2 separate regions of the Sus scrofa genome follow, and region 2 is linked to region 1. A link is a contact called in public HiChIP or PLAC-seq data. All regions are on one chromosome and are shown on one strand. The core of a region is the stretch at or near the end of the contact, and the rest is flanking DNA. Distances in the headings are between cores, read along the strand shown.

The links. HiChIP or PLAC-seq counts read pairs in DNA pulled down with a chosen protein or histone mark.
Region 2: an H3K27ac HiChIP or PLAC-seq map of skeletal muscle shows a contact between it and region 1. The contact joins two enhancer-like sites. A contact is called at or near these places in 1 of 47 Hi-C or Micro-C datasets (skeletal muscle) and 1 of 2 datasets of contacts at active chromatin or transcription factors (skeletal muscle).

Annotation. Positions count from the first base shown.
Region 1 is chr8:119,347,026-119,353,233 of Sscrofa11.1, reverse strand. No RefSeq gene overlaps it. Among named protein-coding and RNA genes, the nearest start is that of PPP3CA, 80 kb to the left of the region's middle. Within about 2 kb of position 4,528, at least 6 of the 83 cell types and tissues checked have an H3K27ac peak or open chromatin away from gene starts, as enhancers often do. A contact at or near this core is called in skeletal muscle, where this site is marked.
Region 2 is chr8:119,534,982-119,541,035 of Sscrofa11.1, reverse strand. The region is part of intron 1 of PPP3CA (protein phosphatase 3 catalytic subunit alpha); the gene reads right to left. Among named protein-coding and RNA genes, the nearest start is that of PPP3CA, 110 kb to the right of the region's middle. Within about 2 kb of position 2,250, at least 3 of the 83 cell types and tissues checked have an H3K27ac peak or open chromatin away from gene starts, as enhancers often do. A contact at or near this core is called in skeletal muscle, where this site is marked.

The sequences.
Region 1 (6,208 bases), core at 3,279-5,778:
CTTGGTAACAATGTCTCAGTGTCCTTACATATAAAGTTAGATAATATGAAACCTAGACATAAGTCTGAAATGAACCGAGGCATGTGGAGGGCTTATGTGGTACAGTGCCTCGCTTTACCTAATTTGACAAAGTTATGTGGAAAATTGGGAATGCCATCAGAAACATTGGGTATGATTGGTCTCAATTTAGTTTTATTTTTATAAGCGTTTTCCTTACCTTTTGGGGCAGGCAGTGTAATAACTTTCAATTAAGCTCTTCCTTAGTATTTCTTTTTGTGTGGTGGGTAGGGTCTGACTTCTTGATGGGGACCCTGACCAGTCTGCCCAGCCTCTGTAATTACTGCTCACTGAGTACCCTCCTCTAGTGTCTGCTCCAATTTGGACAAACTTCCAGGAATCATAATTGGAGCATCAGCTTGGTGAGATGGATGGAGACCATTCAATGACTCCAACCGCAATTTTCTCACAGTAGATATCACCTGTGGTTCAGATCGGATGCAAGTTTACAGGTCACTTGTTCAATTAAAAAAAAAAAAAGCTTAAAAAAAAGCTTAAAGTCGCTAGCATTTGAATTATAAGGAAGATCAAAGAGAATAAACTGAAAAACACAAATTATCTACCTAGATTTAACACGTCAAGATTTGGCCATACATATTTCAGATGCTTAAAAAGACTGTTAAAAGTTCAAATGAGGGAGTTTCCTTGTGGCACAGTGGGTTAAGGATCTGGTATAGCTCATGGCACAGGTTTGATCCCAGCCCGGGAACTTCCGTATGCCATGGGTGCAGCCAAAAAAAAAAATACATATATACAAATGAAATTCCTCCCTTCCTATCCTGTCCTCTACTTTTTTTTAACCTAGAAGAAACTTCTCTTCTGAACTTAGTATATATCTATGTATTTATGTTTTATGATTTACCATAAACTTATACTATCCCATGCTTCTAAATTTTGCGTGTGTGATATCATATTGTATGTCTGAATTACGCTTCTGTCGTTCATTGGTCACATTTGTGCTTAAAGATATATTTAGGTTTAGGTTATTTATTTTACTGTGTTTATAGCAATAGACTCATCCTATATGTGTGGGTGTGTTGGGGGCATTTTCTTTCTAACTTTTCTTCATGGCAAATAATCCCGGGAGGAGTGTCTTCACATATGCACGTTTTCTCGGTCTCTGTGCAAGAATGTACATCCTGCAGTGGAATTGCTGTGTCGTGGGGGTGAGGACAAAGATTTCTTTCGGTCAACCTGGGCTGCCAGGCTTGGTGCCATTCTACACAAAAAGAGAAATCATTTGGGGTAGGGTGTACCTGGCCGGATTTCCTGGGCCGACAGCATAGCACGAACCCCGTCCTGGGTCCTCACTTCCATAACGCATTCTTTTCTAAAGTGCCCTGACATTATTAACATCCTGCATGATTAATTTACTTTGTAAGGGTTTATATGTCTCAACTGAAAATAATTCCATGAGATTAAAAATACTGTTACCAGGAGGCTTTGAGAAGATAAAACATAATCTCTCATTTCCTTTGAGATTAGAAACCAGGTTGTTGTCTGAGTAATGAATTTTGCTAAAGTCATGAAAACAGGTCCTAAAAATAGACAAAAAATACAGTTTATTGGGATTTTGCTATCTAGTTTTCAAATCTATTCGATGGTTAATATTTACTGCATGTAACATGACTGAGTCATAGCCAATCACGCTCCCATTTGGATCTAAGTGTTAATTGTTAACAGATAAAGCTTTCTCAGGATGAAAAGAGTACTTGAAAAAAACAAAGAAAAAAAGGAGAAAACCTCACACAATGACTTGTTGGATTTGATTTTATAGCAGGAGTTGAATTGAACATGATTCAAAAGCATTGATCTTGAAGTAAGAAGTTAATCAGTCACATATCATGAATGTTTGGGAGGCAGAAAAGTAGTGAAAAACATTATTTTTAAATGTTGAATGAATGAATAAAGAACATTACATCTATTGAGAGACAAATCCATGTTTGATTTTCATTTGTATCCTTTGTGGTCTCAAGTACAATACCATGGACACAGGAAATGCTAGGCAGCTATCGATGAGTGAATGAGCTAATAAATGGGCAAGGGATGCTTGAAGCGATGAGAAGAGATGCACAGGCCTGTTTGCTTTCCCATTAGGAATAAATCAAGCAGTGGAATCTTAAAATTAGAAAATAATTAATCCTCGTATGATAATTTACTCTAATGTTAAGCGTGGCTTTTTTTGGTAGTAGATATTTTTGGTAATTTAAAATGAGAGGGGATATCTATTCTATAATATTTAAAACCCATTCCTCAAAGTAGTATTTGTTCATTCAGTTGAAAACTTTTAGCAAAATGCCTCTGACATGTAGCATTCTTAAAAAAAAAAATGTTCGGGGGACTTAATTATAATTCTTTTAAAAGCTTTTTTTGAGCTTAACTAAAGCAATTACCCAGTCTCTTGGGTTTTGCTACCACCATGTGCTAGTAGATGACAGATGTTTGGATAGCTGTGACCAAGCAGACTGGTCACTTCAGGGTTTGTTTGAACCCCATGAAAGATGATACATAATGTTGACACAGAATGTTGAAAAATGTGTAAGCCAGGCAATTAAGATGAGGAGTTATGCCAATGTTATTATTTTTAATGATATAAAAAGTTTCTCAGAATATATTTACACATAAGTAAGGAAGGACTGTTTCCCGAAACTGTATAAATATGTTTTTAAATACAGATTTATGTTTTGAAGTATATTTCTTCTCATGGTTGCAATAAAAATATTTAGAAGCCAGTCTCTTAAGGGACACAAAGGGACAGGTCTCTTAAAAAGGGACTCTGGTCAGTAGAAAAGGCAAACACCAGGAGAATGTGGTTTATAAACTGAGGATAGCAGGCGTTTTTTTAAAAGAAGGGAATGGTCAACATTATCACTTGCCAGAGTGAGATCAAGTAAGATACGGCGAGAAAGGGCTGATCTGAGTCAGCAGCAAGGAGGCCTTGGATAATTAGGTTTCGTTTCAGTGCTGAGGTGGGCCTTGGTTAGGTTCATGAGTCAGCGGTGTTAAGGATGAAGATCAAGTAAGTAGACATCACTTTCAAAACTTGCCTGAAGGTACAAGAAAGAGGAAGCAGAGGCAATTCATAAGAGCCTCAGTTTTCTTATCTATAAAATAGAGACAAGAACGCTTGTATCAGAAGGCTACTGTGTGGCTTGGGCACAATGCCTGGACAACACATAGGGCTCATTAAATGTAAGCCACCATCGCCACCACTCCCACCATCAACATTTCTGGAGGTAGTCAATTTCCAAATGTTCTTATAATGTATGACTATCCTATCAGTCATTGGTAGCACTAGCTCCTTTATTTTTACCTACTGCTTTAGAATTCTGGGTATAAGACGTAATGATTTTATGTGTATAGAAAAGGAGTGGGGGGAGGATATAGTAAAATGATCAGTTCACAAGAAGACTAGGGCTGAACTATGTAGCCTAGCAATCCAAATTCTGTGGAAAGATTTGCAAACACATATAACATGTGCTGAATATTTACTATGTGCCTGCCACTCTTTTCTAAGCATTTCACATTCATTAATCCTTACAGTCACCCGAGAGGGTAAGTGTCTAAATACATCCTCATTAAATGAGGGAGGCACACAGAGGTACTAAGAAGTTAAATAAGCATGTAGCACATCTTATTTTATTGCAGCTGTGGTTTGAGTCCTTTTAGGAATGAAAAAGCTTAAAAAACCTTAAAACCTGAGAGTTCCCATTATGGCTCAGTGGTAAGGAACCTGACTGGTATCCATGAGGACACAGGTTCCATCCCTGGCCTTGCTTAGTGGGTTAAGGATCCGGTGCTGCTATGAGCTTTTGGGTAAATCGTTAGACGAGGCTCAGATCCCGCATGGCTGTGGCTGTGGCGTAGGCCAGTGGCTTCCACCCCGATTTGACCCCTAACCTGGGAACTTGCGTGTGCTGTGGGTGTGACCCTAAAAACAACAACAGCAGCAACAAAAACACCTTAAACCAAAGAGACGGGATGAGGGGAGAGAGAACTACCACATTGAAGGTTCCTGTTTCTTCTCCTTTTGTCCATGAAAAAGAGTTGGGTTGTATGCCAAGTCTTACGAATACATCCATTCCTGTAAAGCTTATCAATCATCCTTTTTGCACATTCTTCAGGTCAGGCTTAGAACACTTGGAGAAGACTTTGTATACCGTTCCTCTGTCTGCTGGGCGAGGGAAAGAGCTGTTGCCACACTGTTTGAAAAGGAGTAAATCAGAAGTGGCTGCTGGACATACCCATCCCCGTGCCCTGTTTGATATAAATTGAGGTGATCCCCATAAATGAACAGAGTTAGAAGCTATTCCATGTTTGGGAGATTGGGAAGGAGGTGGTTGGGAAAACTATTGGCTGTGGAGTTGGAAATAAAATTTCACTGTGAAGCATTTCCAAAGATACTGCAGGCTAAAATTTCAAAGTATCTCCAGAGGATTTAGTTTTATTACTCACACTGATGTCAGTGGGAACTGGGCAGTTACAGCCTCGGCTGCTCTCTGGAACTTTGCCTGACTACTCCAGTTTCAGCCATTAGAAATTATTTGTTTCCCAATCTCTTTCAGCTCCCCATCAAATAAAGCAATCTCCAGTAATTGATGTTGAGGTAACAACAGAAAAGTGGTCCCCGCAAAACAGCTACTAGCTCTGAACTGTCACCAGAGAATACAGATGACCCTGTCCTGTGTGAAACGCAGATTGCCTATGAAAGCAGTTCTCTACATGTGAAAGCTGATCTTCTTGTTGACTTCCGTTATAAAATTGGAGACTTGCTCCCCCAGAAAATCTCTGACAGATAAAATAGAAACATAGTGAAAGGCAGCAAATTTAAAAAATGTATTTAAAGTGGATTAGTGCAATATATAGGAACATTTAAACAGTGAATTTGAAACAGTTAAGAGTTATTTTTGTTGTTCCTTAGGTTGGCTTTCATTTGAAAAGTAAATTAATCAGTTGAAATAGGAAAAAAAAAAACACAAGCAATTGGCTCAAGTTTTTTTCCACTTCTTTCAGTCTCCATTCCTTTACCTTCTGTAACTGAATGTTGTTCATAGTTGCCTTTGGTTGGACAGACTCTGCTTCCCGGTAGTTTAAGAAAACTCATAGCTCATCATTATTGTTTTTTTAAAAGAATAAGGCTGCTTATCTGGTCGGAGGGGAGGGAGTCTATCCAGAAGCACAATAGGAAGGACAATTTAAATTATAAGAAACTGCAGGGAACTACATCTAATCACTTGTGATGGAATATGGTGGAGGATAATGTGAAAAAAATAATGTATATAAATGTATAACTCGGTCACTTTGCTGTACAGCAGAAATTGACAGAACATTGTAGATCAACTATAATAAAAAATTAAAAAAATAAAAAATTATAATAAACTGAATTAACTGTATTCCAATCCATAGTTTGCTTTTTAAAAAGATTTTAGTTTTTTTCCATTAGTTAGTTTAAAGTGTTCTGTCAACAATGTAATATTCTTTAGAAAAGCATTTTGCTAAATGCTCTATTGATTCTGTAGGCTGTTCATTTACTCTTGACTGGATGCTACTTTCTGGATGAAGTGCTGGCTTCCAGTCTCAGTGAGGTCAGACCTCGCACCGGGTTCCCTTGACTTGGTTCCCTAAACGCATCTCATTTTGAGCATCCATTTCCCTAGACTCCTCTTCAATCTGTATTCTTCTGGTTGCAAATTCTGATTTGTATTTAATCAGTCAGCAACTAGGCAACTGTCTCCAGTACCTAACTGGGTGACAACACTGGCCAATTCACTCAAGGTCGTTAGATAAAAGATGCTGGCCTCTACGGAGACTGACAGCTACTCCCCATACCACCATCTCGCCACTGTCCCTTACTTCATTCTTGGGCATGCTGAGAGGGATATTTTACGTTCGAGGATGGTAGTCAACTACCAATATCTGGCAGTTCTATTTTGGTGTGTTTTCCTCTTTTCTGAATTTGGGCCAGCCCTCTGACTATTTAAGTAGAATGAAGTAGAAGTGGCATTGTACTTGTTCTAAACGTTGACCTTCAGAACCCTAGCAGCTTCAAATTCATTCTTTGCATGCAAACAGTTAGGATGCATTCTCTCGGACACCAGCTAATCTGCAGTGAGAAGCCCCAGTCCCCGAGAAAGGATGCATGCAGGTGTTC
Region 2 (6,054 bases), core at 1,001-3,500, 190 kb before region 1:
CAGTAATTATTATCTTAGTTATAATTATTATTAATAAGCATCCTCAGAGGAAGCTCCCATGTGGCACAGCAGGCTAAAAGGATCCAGCATCGCCACAATTGCAGCACAGGCTCCACCCCTGGCCCAGGAACTTCCACCTGCTGGGTGCAGCCAAGAACGAAACAAAACAAAACAAAAAACCTGGCCTCAGAAGTCTTCCTTCACTGGCTACCCTTCTTCTATTAGTTTGAAAATACGAGTTGTCCTGGAAACTTCAAGTCCAACAGAAAAGATCACAACTGCCACTGTGACTTCCCAATTAGTCAAATCTAATGTGCATATAGTAACAGTTCCCCATGAGTGGAGAAATATCACATTAGCATTGCATCAGCTGAATCATGTGAATTCGATTTATCAGCATTCCAGGGAGTGAAGGGTTTGGGTGTTACGTGGAGATTCAGTTATTGAGTGGTTAAACAATGTCCACTCAAAATAGCATGTAAAGTAAAATACAAGATCAATTTATACCAGAGAAAGCAAACCAGTAATGAGCTTGCATAAAGATTAGGTTGACTACCATCAATATAAATTAAACATATTTTTTATCCATAGCTTCATAACAGATTTTTAACTTGTTAATACAAGCCTTCTTAATACCATGTTTGCTTGTTTGTTTGTTTTTTGGCTGAGATGAAAGTTGGATTCTTACTGGGCAACTGTAGTAGATGCTGCCGCGTGCTGCCCAGATCCCCCATTTAGGACTCCCTTCTAGGATCAAGGCTCTCCTCCCCCAGCTTCCAGGAGCATTGGTTGTTGACTGTTCACAACTGTACCCCTCAAGGATGCACCACTTCTCTGGTCGATGGAGTAATGCAAAGGCCAGTCACCTCGCTTCCGTCTGGGGCAACTCGGAAGAGCCATCTAGCTCCAGAGCTCACCATAAGATGGGCTCACATCTCCATGGAAACTGCACCATGGTCCAGCTTCTCCCTCTTTCCAACCTTCACCCGCTTCAGTCGCCCACAGGTGTAGATCTTGACAGTACTTGCCCCGTAGACCTTGCATTCACAAATCTCAGACTCCATTTCCTAGCAACTTGCCCCAAGACAACAGCCAACAAATATTATAGAATAAATCAATTTTTTTTGCCACAGATCCATTCATACCTTCTTTCAAAACATGAACACATTCTTAAAACATAAGCCAACAGTTAATCTCTTAATAAAGATGTGTGAATAAGCTTTAAAACCAAGTCATCATTTCATCGCACTGTTTATTTCCTATTAAGCTGTCAAACAAAAAAATTACTACCTAAACTGATTAAATACCTTGTCCTTCACTCTGAGACCACAAACCACTTAAAAGGAGGATGACATTAGTTCTATAGATATCTCAAGAAAATTATTCTTACTTTTATAGAGAATATAATGTATGGTTAAAATAGATGTCGTGGACTAGTTCATATCTTTTAATCATGCACATTGAACTACTTTTTTCTTAAGAATAGACCTAATATTTACTTACAGGCAAAAATAATTTAATTCACGAAATAAAGAATTCAGCTTTGTTAAGAAAAGTTAAAATCTCATTTTTAAGTTAAGAGAGAAGCTTAAAGGAATTCCCACTGCGGCAAGTGGGTTAAGAATCCCAATACAGTGGCTTGCGTCACTGCAAAGGTACAGGTTAGATCCTGGCCAGGCGCAATGGGTTAAAGGATCCAGCACTGCCATCTCAGCTGCAGCTCAGAGTCAATCCCTGGCCTAGGAAATTCCATATGCCTCAGATGCAGCCAAAAAAAAAAAAAAAAAAAAAAAGAGAGAGAGCAAGAGAGAAGCTTACAATCTCTTTAGTATAATTATATTGTTATATAAAATGATTTAAAAATTTAGATATATAACAAAAAAGTTTTATTTTAAACATCAAAAATGAGGGAAAATACTAAAAATGGAAGTGTAAGAAATACATTGAAGCTTACATTCCTCTATATAAAATACTTAACTCTCCCGGGGCTATTTGCAGACCTCAGAGTGCATAGCTTAAAGATTCAAAAATCCTAGTTTTTCTACTTCAAAAATCAATAGTTATCTCATACCACAAGCTAGAATCTTGATTGTTTGCGTGGGAAGCCCTTCAATTTTAACGAATGTAAAGAGAGAATCTACTCTGCTCACCAGAAACTGGAATTATGTTCTCAAATGTATCCTATCAACTATCCCTCACCTAGCCTTCTGAGACTTAATTCTCTCTCTGACCTAAGATGTTTTGAATGTCTTCCACAATTATTACTTTACCGGCACTTTGATGACTCATAATTATTTTTAGGATCAAAACTCTAACCTAACCATCTGCTGATTTGCCAGTACTCCCTAGTATAACTGAAACATACACATCTATCGCCAACAACTAAATGAGCTTCCTCTATCTACAAATACTATTATTCACAGAAAGTTTACTGAAGGTCAGGAAACAGATTGAGAGAAGTCACTGAATGCCAGAAGCAGAACTTTAAACAAAAGTTTATTTCTGCCAGTAAGTGAGAAAGGTTACATATGTAACTTAGATGGTTTGGTCTTCCCTTGCTTCTTCCTATTTACAAATACAAACATCTCTTCTCAGAAGCAAATAAATAAATCATTTTCTTAAGAAGTCACAGTCTCGCTGAATTTTACTTTCCAACCAAATTTAAACGTTTTGTTTAATACTCCTTAAAGTGCTAAAAACTCACTGATGTCACATACCAAGAATTAAAAAAAAAAAAAAAAGAATTAAAAATTCTGTCTTTACAAACAGAAGAAAAGCAACAACTCCAGAAGAAAATAATTCTATCCAGACACCGGAGAAGATCTCATGAGAGTTAAGATATTTAATTACCACAATTTGGGAACAAGAAGCAACAATGGAGAAAAGCAAATAGAAGGTAAACATGAGAGCGATAGTTAAATGCAAATTCATGAGTAGAAACCAAAAGTGTGAAAACTGATCATATTTAATGATGCATCTCTGCTTTCCCAGTTCTTCCTCAATCATATGGTAAAAGAAAATATGAAGACACATTAATCCTGCTACCGGCCTTGAACACAGAATAGGCATTCAAAGCAAAAAGTTGATAGTGCAACACTGACTAAAGCTAACTTGTCAAAAAGTATCACTCCTTTAGGTAATCAATTACAACAGGGATTCTATATACACTCTCCAGGCACAGTAAGGGTTAAAACATACTCCCCTGTGGTGGTGCGTGACCATGGGCTCAAGCACATTTTAGTGTACCCCGACATCAGCTAGATCCTAAGTGAATGGAGTCTACAATAGTTTGATCAAAGAGATTGAGGGTAAAAGGAGCAATTGCTTTTTGGGGTAGCTAATGGAACACAAGAACAACTGGTTTGTACATCATTTTACTCTACAGTTCTACACATCCTTGAGTTTAGAAACTGTCAAGTATTTTTAAGGGTGAGAATATAAGCAGGATCAAAGCTACAGTTAAAACTGTGAATGCTCTGAAAATCTTTTGGCCCTTTAAAGTTTATGTACACAATAGAGTTCTCCTCTCTCCAGAGAACATCACTAAACAAAACCAAGGGGGAGCACATACTACAGCAGCAGCTACTGGGAATTACCAAATTACATGAAATTAATGGGATGTGGCTCTTTGCAATGAATAAATTTATAACTAAATGATGAGTGCCTTACGCTTTTTATTCCACCGGGTAAACTGCTAGAGTAATCAATTCAATCAGGTCTATTAGAGAGGCCCATTATATGTCCGATGGGCAGCTTTACTTCTTTCCCCTCCTTCTTCAGATTTCTGTCTGTGCTGAAGGAAAAATAAGCAGGTTGGTCCTTGAATTTAAATCTGGAATGTTAAGAAGTCAGATATGCAAATAGATAAAACAGAAAAAAGGAAGCCAAGACTCGATAAGCCAAAGGCACAAAAGAAAAAGAGAAACATCAGGAATACTAAAATGTTTAGGGACCAAATCAAATATTTTCAATTTATTTTTTAAATGTAATGCTGGTAATATTCAGAAAAATATTTCTAAAAATTAAAAAAAAGGGGGGGGGGGCTCAAGGATAGAATTACCATGGCTCAGGCTTAGAAGGATACAAACCAGTATGCTTGCCCTAGGGCTGAGTGATCCATATATAGACCTGCAGAGGCAACAGTAAACTTCACAGGAATTATGTAAGCAAGGCTCTTCCTACGATGAAATGGTACCACAAAGGGGCAAGAAATGACCTAGGCTTTACTTCCTGTAATGAGGCAATCTTTGCAACCCTATGAAAAGTTTCTTAATCCCAAGACTGGCAATATAACTTTTCTTAACTACCTCATAGTTTTAAAAGGAGAGCCACACAAATAACACATGTAAGGGCTCAGTAAAGGTAAAAGTGTGAAACAGAGAAAAGGTAGCACTGACACCAGAGGCAGTCTCAGTGCTACTATCGCTAACACAAAGCAAAGGCTCAACCAACAATTGCTGGATGAAAGAATGAACGTTTTAAAATAATTTTAAGGCATTCCCGCTGTATTGCGGTGGGTTAAGATTCCGGCTGCAGGAGTTCTCATCTTGGCGCAGCAGAAACAAATCCAACTAGGAACCACGAGGTTGTGGGTTTGATCCCTGGCCTTACTTGTGGGTTAAGGATCCGGCGTTGCTGTGAGGTGTGGGGTAGGTTGCAGACGTGGCTCGGATCTTGCGTTGCTGTGGCTGTGGTGTAGGCTGGCAGCAACAGCTCTGATTAGACCCCTAGCCTGGGAACCTCCATATGCCACAGGAGCGGCCCTGGAAAAGGCAAAAAAAAAAAAAAAAAAAAAAAAAAAAAAAATCCGACTGCAGCAGCTCAGGTCACTGCAAAGGCACAGGACTGATCCTCCAGCTGGCACAATGGGTTAACAGATCCCAAGTTGCTGCAGCTGTGCCAAAGGTCGCAGCTGAAGCTCAGATTCAATCCCTGGCCCAGGAACTTCCATATGCCATGGGTGAGACCAAATAATATTAAAAATAATAATTATTATTATTTTTAAAAAACAAGACCAGGAGTTCCCATTGTGGCTTAGCAAATTAAGAACCCAATATAGTGTCCATGAGGATATGGGTTCAATCTCTGGCCTTGCTCAGTGGGTTAGGGTTCCAGCTTTGCCACAAGCTGTGGTTAGGTCACAGACGCAGCTTGGATCCACAGAAGCGGCCTTAAAACAAAAAACAAAAAACAAACAAACAAACAAACAAAAAAACCCAAGACCAAATCACCAAATGATTCCAATAGGTAATGTTATATTTAACATTATGTTCTGGAATATTCTAGTTCTCTCAATTATACGCCAATATTAATCCAGTGCTTACTATTTGCTTAGCCCTGTCCTAAACACCTTATAAATATTAACTTGATAACAGCTCTATTAGGTAGCATCTACTCTTAGAATCTACTTCATTTATAAAACTTTCTTTACAGATAAAGGAGATGACAACTCAAAATACAGGGCTAAATAATTTGTCAAAAATCATGGAGTCGTACGTAGAAGAATTCAAATCTAAAAAAATCTGGCTCTAATAGCCATGCTTCTAAACTAAAATGAATTTATTAACGCACATATTCAGTGGCAAATTGGTAAGCACATCTGTACAAATGTTGCATACAGCACATGACCAAAAGAGTATTTTCAAATAAATTCAATTCAGAATCATTGTGAACTGCGCTGGACAGTGAAAATTCCTTTCTATTCTGGAGCTGACTCAGGGCATCATATCAATTATATGGGCCTCCTTGTATCACCCTTCTCTCTGCTTCAAAATACTTCCTTCCCAATCCTGTGAAATCAGATTGTTATGATCATTATACAACTACAGATGTGATAAATTCATTTGAGTAATAAAAAAAAAAAGTCTATGTTCTACAACCACCTGAGTTAAAGACAAAGAAATAGAAAAAATAAAAACTTGGATGACAACTGAGGGAAAAAAAAAAAAAAAAACTTCCTTCCCCAATGCCCAGTCATACTCATAATAGCATATCTTAAGTAGTTTTCTATAGTTGTAAAAATGCTTCAGCATGTGGACTTCTTAAAGAATCATA